Regions from separate parts of the Mus musculus genome. Here all the other regions are linked to region 2. A link is a contact called in public promoter capture Hi-C data. All regions are on one chromosome and are shown on one strand. Each heading gives the region's core, a stretch centred on a gene start, on an enhancer-like site or on the middle of the called end of the contact. The rest is flanking DNA. Distances are from core to core; before and after follow the strand shown.

Region 1 (2,950 bases), core at 261-2,760, 120 kb after region 2:
TTTTTTTTTTTTTGAGACAGGATTTTTCTGTGTAGCCTTGACTGTCCTGGAACTCACTACATAGACCAGGCTGGCTTTGAACTCAGGCATCCTTCTTGTCTTCTGAGTGCTGGGATTAAAGTCATACCTGGCTATTTGGTATTTTTTATATTACTTTTGCTATGGTTAAAAAAATAAAATGGCTCCTAAGGGTTGGGTGTGGTGGCTCAGGCCTTTAATCCCAGCACTTTGGAGGCAGAGGCAGGCTCCAGGCATCAGTTAACACCTGGATCTCTCTGCACCTGCAGATACATCATTGAAGTTTTCAGTTACATGACTCAATAAACACTTCTGTTGGCTTTAGTATTTTGAGTTCTGTTTACTTAGCAGCAATTGAATCTTACATGGATAATTAACAATAGTGAGAACGGAAAAGCACTCACTAGATCCACCTTCTATGGCTGCAGTTATGTTGTCTGAGTTTTAGTCATTATGAGTCATGTAATTCCTGGGGTTGGTTGAGAGGGTGGAAGGGAGGGAGATGCTGGGTAAATGGAAGGACCCAGGTTTTTAAAGAGGAACCCTGGCTTTCAAAAGAAGAATAAAAGCATCAAGAAGCAACTCTGAGCCTCAGAGCCGAGTTAAAGAGAGGGGACTGTTGCATAGGTCTCTTTATTGGAGGAGTGGAGACCCCTCACTCAGAGCTTCTGAGTGGTCTGGAAGGACATGGAGGGGCTAGGCTTGGTGGCAAGTGCTTTACCCACTGAGACATCTTGGTGGCCTCTATTTTTAATCTAAAAAATGTATTAACAAGCCCTTTATATAACTGAGATTTTTTTTTAAGATTTTTTTTTTTTTTTTTTGGTTTAGGTGTGTGTGTGTGTGTGTGTGTGTGTGTGTGTATGTGTGAGCTGGCCATACACATGTGTATAGGTGCCCACAGAGGCCAGCAGAGGGCATTAGATGCCTGGAGCTGGTGATAGGCTGTTGTAAGCTGCCCCATCTGGGTGCTGGGGATTAAACTTAGGTCCTCTAGAAAAGCGGCAAGCATTTAACCAGTTAGTCATCTCTCCAGCTCTAATGTCAATGTGATGCTGTTTCGCTGAACAAAATGGAAAGGAGCCAATAAATGCTTTCCTAAGCCTTCATTTGGTGAGGTACATCTAGGTTCTCATGACTGGGAAAAATCTGGACTGACTTTAACTCTGTGTGTAGGAAACGGGTCTGTACGAGAAGACCACCAGGGAAAACCCAGCCAGGTCATGTGGAAATATGCGAATGTTCCTTTGCCCATTTGTTTCAACTGTTTTTCCCTCTCCACAACATTCTCCAAATGCTGGTCTATTTAGCATAATCACAATCATTTTAGGTGCTAACCTAAGACAATGTCAAGACCCGCCTCCAGCCCTCCATTCCCGCCAGCTCCTGGGACGACTCCCCCTAGTGGCTGCTCTGAAGACACATGCAGCGCCAACTGGGTCAGGACATCACCTAGGCTCTGATGGAGGAGAGGGGGCCAAGAACACTGGGTGGCAGCCACCCATATTTCCTAAACCTAAGTAGAACAAACACTTCACAGAACGTTCCCAGTCCGTGATGCAATCCTTCCCCAGGGGAAAACACTCCTCTCTGCTTGGGTGATTCCAGGGCCTGGAAGATAAACAGTGGGGGATGGGGGACAGAAACCCAGAACCTCCAGAGGAAAGGGTTGATGAATGGGGCTGAGGGGGCCAAAGACTTTTCTGATCCTACTCAATCTTAAGTCGTAATCCACCTGAGCAGCAGTTATGGGGCCACAGTGTTCCTAGACCGCTTGCTGAAGGAACGTTCTGGAACAGTCTGGACCTGTCCCCAGAAGGCTGGCTTTGAGCTCAGTGAGCCTGTGCCTATATCTGGGTCAGGCATTCACACAAGTCCTAGAGTTTCAGAACCCATTCTTTAAGGTTTGCACAGGTTTGCGAGGAAGGCTGTTCTGAGTGCTAGCGGTTACATCCTGAAAGCTGGACTGTCTTGATCCTGGGGTTAGGGAAAGGGAGACAGGCGTACACTGAGCCAGCACATCCTGCCAAGGATGGAGCAAGCACATGGACAAGTTGGCATGGGCGATCCCTAGGTCTCCGAAATTAAAAGCCTCTCTTGCTCTGATCACGGCAATTATTTGTCACCTACAGACATTGTCAATCATGGAAGTTCTTACCCACAGCTTTGCTGTTTCTTCTGCCTCAGCCCTTGTCCTTTGAGCTCTCCCTGACACTTGCCTGGTGGTTTGCTCTGCAAGCCTTCTTTTTATCTAAGAACCACTGCCAAGCCACAGTTTCCTGTGTTTTGTCTGATCATCCAGGCAAGAAAGTACTGTCTGTGGGCCATATCTGTCACTCAGGGCCATAATTACTCCTAGACTCTTTGGATGCTGCCTGAACATCTCTCAGAAATACCACAACTTTCCTGTTCTTTCTTTCTTTTGATGGAGCTACATAGAGACAAATAGCATTATTGGAAACCTGTCAAGTACTGCATACTGAACCTATGCAGGAATGCCGCTATGTAAATGTACTTTGCTCCAGGCAGACCCTTAGTGCACAGCAGGGAAATTCAGGATGGAGAGGGCAAGTGACTGTAATCTGTTGAGGTCACATCACTGAGATACCAGGCAGGACAGGAGCCCAATTTGTCTCATCACCGGTCAGCCATTTGTCTCCTATATTATATTTCTTTCCTATTTAAAAAGGCCTTTTCAGGCTGGAAAGATGGCTCAGTGGTTAAGAGCAGTGACTGCTCTTCCAGAGATCCTGAGTTCAATTCCCAGCAACCACATGGTGGCTTGCAAACATCTGTAATGGGATTTGATGCATCTTTTGGTGTGTCTAAAGACAACTACACTGTACTCATATAAATAAAATAAATAAATCTTTAAAACAATGAAAATATATAAATAAGGCCTTTTCAGGCTCGGTGTAGTGGCACACACCTT
Region 2 (2,806 bases), core at 286-2,785:
TCCAGTGTTTCGAGACTAGTGACAACCCAGAGAACTCAGAAATGCTCAGAGATGGAGGAATGAAATCCTCAAGGAAGACTCGCCAGGTGTTTCACTGGGCTATGACTTTGACTGACTTCACAGAGAATCCATTTTCAAAGGTCTTAGAGAAAAGGGATGCTCTCGGGGACCGCTGACTACTGGTCGAACATTAAGATTCGTTTATGTGCTAGCAAAAGCTTGATCACGAAGGGTGACCCTGGCCTTACATGGGCTCACATGACTCTGTCTCCGACTGGCTGAGGTAGCACTAAGGAGAGTCAACTTTCTCTGACAAAGTTAAAGCAGATCCCCTAAAGGGAGGCCCAGTCTCCAATTCAACTAGCCCAGGAACTACCACACTTCCCTCCAAGATAGCCTGAGGCATTCTATCTTATGCCACAAGACAGGGAGCCAAGGGGAGTGCTTCCTCCCTGGACAGATGGAGATACTGCAAGGCCAATGCAGAAAACCCATCTCTTCCTGATCAGGGGACAAAACCATGCAGGTTGTGTACTCTCTGGCCCTGTGAAACCCACAACCATACTAGACTCTTCCTCCCTAGTGAGGAAAAACGGTTGCCTCATTTTAAATCTGGCTGGCCACCAACAGACAGTAATCGGATAGTGTTAACTTAAGGAGAAAGACACCCATACTCAAAAACAGATACAACTGGGAAGTACTGGGAACTGAGTTACCCTCGTCCTAGACACATATCCCACAGCCAACACCAAACTTACCAATATCTAATCACCCTGCTGAATTCCACCCCTCAAAACCACAATATCCTAGATGGCAAGTCTCCAAGGACCTGTTGTCCTCATTTATTTGATCATCTTTCCCAGGAGCCCAAAACTACATTAACACCAAGCACAAATGTGATCAGGTTAATAGCTGATAGAATAACTCCAATCTGAAGCTTCCATGGATTCAGTTCTCAGCAAGAGATCTTAAAAATCATTTTCACATAAAAAGTTTACAATTGAGTTATAGGCAAAGTGGGCAACTATTTACAAAGGAAAATCTCAATGGAGGGGGAAAAAACATTTTCAAAGGCACGATCTCATTAGATAGCTTAGGCTGGCTCTAATTCTCACTCTCCTTCTGCCTTAGACTCCTGAGTGTTGTTGGGATTATAGATGTACACCACCAAATGTCTTACGCCATTAATTTAGATTAAAACAACCTGTGAGCAAAGAAGTGGGAGCTTCACAATGCAACATCCCAAAGCTATGCTTCAAGGGAAAGCTGAGGAAGGAGAAGCCGGGGAAGAAAGGACGGACGCAGGATCCACCCACAGCAGCTGAGCAACCGGTTTCGGCCCGACTTCACTACCCTAGATAAAAAGAGGATTCTCTGGCTATAGCAGAAACTCACAAGAGCATAAAACAAATGCCACAAGTTTGGGTTCTCACTCCCGAGTGCATGACAGGCTGAGAGGCTCAGTGCCACAGAAAGCAAAAGTGTCTTTGTTTCCATTACATCATCCGTGGTGAAGGGGGAGGGCAGGCAGGGCACAGCTGGTGGCAGCTGTGCTACCATCTGCTCTCCTCTCAGAAGTCTTTGCTGGTCTGAGCACAGCCTCCTTGGGCTCCTGACAGAGACACGCGGGGTTAAAGGTACAACACCCTATTACAGAAATAGTGGGAATTACTGAGAAATAAATCACTCCTCTGTTGAGTTAAGAGCCTCGGGTAGTGGATGAGCCAGTGTTGGTGGAATTTATGCTGGCTGCATCTCTTTAGACTTGGTGACAACACAAACTCTGTCAACTCAGTTAGACAAGCACTATGTACAAGTGACCACCTGCCACCTACTTTCCTAAAGGTAGATAGCCAAAAAACCCGCAAGTCTGCATGCAGCTGGGAGCATTCTGGAAAGAGAATGTCCCCAACCTGTGGAGGGAAGCTTCACACCAGCTAGGGTGGGGACATTCGCTGTCAGCAACCAGAGCCATTTGGAAAGCTGGGCCTGCCTTCCTTGCCTCATGCAGCTTTCCCCAGAACCTACTCAGAGGACAGTCATAGAGGAAGGGGAAGCTGGGAGCTGGGAGCTGGGCACATGAATTGGGGCTGGGGAAAAACAGATGGGACAGGACAGGACACACAACAACGTCTTAACTAGCCATTCAGCTGCAAGTTAGAAGCAAGAATGGAAACAGGCCAATCAAACCTGTGTGTGTTTTATCTGGCCAGTACAGGGCTGATCCTGAAGTGGGGGATTTCAGAATTTTTAGAGGGACATAATGTTGAGGCAGGGTCTCATTAAGTCCAGGTTGGCCAGAATTCTCTATGTAGACCTTGAACTTCTGGTCAACCTAGCTCCACTTCCTGAGTGCTGGGATTACAGGGGAGCACTACTGGGATTACAGGGGAGCACTGCCATGCCCTGTTTCCCAAGGCTGTAGATTAAACCTAGAGGTCTGTGCTGCCAGGAACAACCACATCCCCAGCCAATAAAAAAAGAATAGATTTCAAATACAAATCTAAAGCACAAGATCTTCCTGCAAGGGTGGGAAGGACTCAAGGGACTCGGTCCCACTCGACGCCAGCTATGTGGAGCCGAATGACTGAAGAATTTGTTCCCTCCTGCACGTATGCCACCGTGGCACGTGAACCTTGAGAGCATCTGCCAGAAGGCCTGTCAAGCATGAAGAGAAAACCCCCAAGGGATGGTATCCCAGGATCCTCCTCTGTAGTGGAGCCCTGGTCCCTGGGATAGCCAAATGTCATTCTACAAAGAGCAACCAGGCTGGCTTCGGAGAACATCCCCTCCCACTGCAGCAGGC
Region 3 (3,048 bases), core at 67-2,566, 81 kb before region 2:
AAAAAGCTCAACATGAAGCAGGCTTGATTATCTTATCTTCAAGACCATCGTTAGGTTTTGTCTTATTGTTTTGTTTTTGCCTGTGGCCATATCTGCAGATTTCTTTATTTCTCTCTTTTCTGTGTTTATTTTGTTTTTTGAGATAAGGTTTCTCTGTGTAACAGAGCCCTGGCTGTCCTAGACTGGCTCTGTGAACCAAGCTGGCCTGGAACTCATAGATATCCACCTGCCTCTGCCTCTTGAGTGCTGGGATTAAAGGCATGCACCACCATGCCAGCGCTCTCTTCTGTATTTTTGAGATGGTATCTCATTATAAATTTGTAGCCATGCTCCCTGCCTCTTTTCTTTTTTTTTTTTTTTTTTTTTTTTTTTTAAGATTTATTTATTTATTATATGTAAGTACACTGTAGTTGTCTTCAGATACACCAGAAGAGGGCACCAGATCTCATTACGGGTGGTTGTGAGCCACCATGTGGTTGCTGGGATTTGAACTTCAGACCTTCGGAAGAGCAGTCGGGTGCCCTTACCCACTGAGCCATCTCACCAGCCCCTCCCTGCCTCTTTTCTACGGGGATCACAGGTATAAGCCACAGTGTCTGGTTTAGCTTTCTCTACTAAGGAGACCCACTAAAAAAACAGCATATCAGACAATGTGGAAGACAATTTGTGTTGAAGGAGATACATATAAAAATGTATTTTCTCAAATTACTATTATTTATCTTATGTATATGTGTGTTTTGCTGGCAGAGGCCAGAAAATGGCATTGGATCCCCTGGAACTCAAGTTATAGACAATTGTGAGGTGCTATAAGGATTCTGAGAATTAAACCAGGGTTCTCTGGGCCATCTCTCCAGCCCTTTTTAAAAAAAAAAAAGATACATTAATTTTTTTTTTTAAAAATCCAAAACCATAAATTAGAATCAGTGCTAAATGTATTATAAAAGTCATTTCACAACAACTGGAGACAATTTCATCCTTTTCAGTTATTTTTATTTTATTTTATTTTTAAGGTTATACTAGACTATCCATTAGCTGATTCTCAAATTGCTACAGGACAGTTATTAGAAGATTTTTTTTTTCTTTTTCTTTTTCTTTTCTTCTTTTAATTGCATTTCTGTGCTGAAGTTATTGAGATCAGCTCTCTGCTGCGACTGCGATTGCGTTGTTACTGGGAAACTTGCACACACTCGCGCACACACAGAGTTTAACGTGAGGCCCGTACAAAAACAGAGAGATTAGACACAAAGAAATGTAAACAGCCCTCACATGCTAGGAAGCTAGGTTACAAGAATCCCAGCGCCAGGCATTCACCAGTCACCATGGAAAACAGGAAGTGAGGTGCATAGCAACCACGAGCCAAAAAGCAGAAAAGCGCATACCTTCAGCTTGGAATGAAAATCACGAGATTTCCTTCTGGCAAGAACCTGAATGTGACTAGACACCTGCAGGGTAGGGGAAGGGAGGAAAACAAAGGAAAAGCCTGTAACCATGGAGATGAAAAGCCCCCTACAACTGGGCAAGCCAGACGTACCTTAATGGCGGCTTGAATTTCTCGAACTTTCTTTCTTGCTAAGACCTGTATATGACTAGACACCTACATTTTTCGGGTTTATGCGGGGGAAACAAAACGAGAAAAAAAGAAAACAAAAAAAAACAAAAACAAAAACAAAAAAAGGAAATCAAATATAAAATCGCTATTCCTTGGGAGGGGTGGGGTAGGGGAGGTTATTTGCATCTCAACGAAGCTCTGCAGTTAGGAACATACAGTCCCAGCCAGACACCAAGCCCCCAGCACCTCTCTAAAGCTCTATGGACAGGGTCCTCGTGGCAGTGACTTGATTCAGAACTTTAGGCAGGCTCGTCTCCATGTTCCCACCCAGAGAGATGAGAGGTGGGTGCTGGGAAAAACCTTATTTGGAGAGCCATAAGAAGAGAGAGGAGGGATGCTTTCTTTATGAAATTTTTAAAAAGGCGGGGGTAGAGATAAATTAAAATATTTACAGCATCTCAGTATCGGGAGAGAAAGAAAATTCCCCTTCCTCAATTTAGAGAGGACTGTCCATAAATTAGCATGCTCTACAGAATCAAAGCTGAGGCTGTGAGCTGGATTCTGATCTCCTGGAGGACTCTAGATTCTGTGGCAAATGCTGAAATAATACCGGCACATAAATTAGATCTCAAAGAAAAATGGGACCCAGTTAGCAGAGCCTCCCCGCCCACCCCAACCCCTTAAAATGTCTTTAATCCTTCCACACTTTTGGGAATCGCCTGGGAGCCAAGTGGATCTGCATATTATTACAAAAAGAGATGTGTGAATACAACCAGCCAGCCAGTTAAAAATCTGGTCTGAAAAACCACTCAGCTTTGCTGAACAACACTAGAGTGGTGTCGCCAACTGTGGCCAACAGGCACCCCGAGGGTGATGCTGGGTGTGGAAAAACTGCCAGACAGGCCTCTAACACAGTGATTCCACTGGGCAAGCAAAACCGCATCGATTTCAGTGGGACTTGATTACATTTAGAAGATCCCCCCGTGAAGGGGTCACTGGGCAAGTGAGCAGAGCGTGCTGGCCAACAGGCCAGTTCAGCACTTGAGATGGAAGGAGAGCGCGGTGTCTGCATTGGGAGACTCTGAACCTTCCCATTACAAGTTCAGTGACTTGGGCTTTGTGGCAGTCACCTCATTTCTAACTCTCCAGTGACTCCAGATTATTAAAGATCTTTTGGTAGTCAAATGTCTTTTGAGTTTCGATAATTCCCTTTCTTCCCGTTTCCAGGGAAGCAGGGCTCCCCCATCCTCTTCGCTCCTTCATCTGGCTCCCGCTGTTACTCATTTGCACCCAGAGTCGCTTCTGATTCTCTGCCTTGATGAGGGCCATGGCTGGGTGCATCCCCAGCAGACAGTGCCTGCCTGCCTCTGTGCTGGCAGGAGGCCACCCCTTTCTGCTGACTTAGCAAGGGGCCAGCATGGGCAGCATTTCTGAGGGACAGCCCAGTCTACTGCTCCACACTCCAGAAAGGAAGCTTCCTCCCGACCCCCACCAGGGCA

Evidence for each region. Capture Hi-C pulls out chosen DNA fragments and counts their contacts.
Region 1: a contact with region 2 is called in a promoter capture Hi-C map of adipose tissue. The contact joins two enhancer-like sites. A contact is called at or near these places in 1 of 484 Hi-C or Micro-C datasets (the HL-1 cell line), 2 of 115 datasets of contacts at active chromatin or transcription factors (embryonic stem cells and heart atrium) and 4 of 9 other capture datasets (adipose tissue, embryonic stem cells, liver and 1 more).
Region 3: a contact with region 2 is called in a promoter capture Hi-C map of adipose tissue. The contact joins two enhancer-like sites. A contact is called at or near these places in 1 of 15 datasets of contacts at CTCF or cohesin (the NIH/3T3 cell line), 5 of 484 Hi-C or Micro-C datasets (brain, brown adipocytes, cerebral cortex and 1 more), 4 of 115 datasets of contacts at active chromatin or transcription factors (cardiomyocytes, embryonic stem cells and heart atrium) and 3 of 9 other capture datasets (adipose tissue, liver and pancreatic islet).

The regions. Positions count from the first base shown.
Region 1 is chr7:112,643,426-112,646,375 of GRCm38.p6, reverse strand. No RefSeq gene overlaps it. Among named protein-coding and RNA genes, the nearest start is that of Gm24154, 27 kb to the right of the region's middle. Within about 2 kb of position 1,510, at least 59 of the 459 cell types and tissues checked have an H3K27ac peak or open chromatin away from gene starts, as enhancers often do. A contact at or near this core is called in adipose tissue, where this site is marked.
Region 2 is chr7:112,759,675-112,762,480 of GRCm38.p6, reverse strand. All of the region lies in intron 2 of Tead1 (TEA domain family member 1), which reads right to left. Among named protein-coding and RNA genes, the nearest start is that of Tead1, 82 kb to the right of the region's middle. Within about 2 kb of position 1,535, at least 98 of the 459 cell types and tissues checked have an H3K27ac peak or open chromatin away from gene starts, as enhancers often do. A contact at or near this core is called in adipose tissue and cerebral cortex, where this site is marked.
Region 3 is chr7:112,840,434-112,843,481 of GRCm38.p6, reverse strand. It overlaps Tead1 (TEA domain family member 1), which reads right to left. Exons shown (of 13, transcript NM_009346.4): 4 at 1,380-1,442. Among named protein-coding and RNA genes, the nearest start is that of Rassf10, 110 kb to the left of the region's middle. Within about 2 kb of position 1,316, at least 98 of the 459 cell types and tissues checked have an H3K27ac peak or open chromatin away from gene starts, as enhancers often do. A contact at or near this core is called in adipose tissue and cerebral cortex, where this site is marked.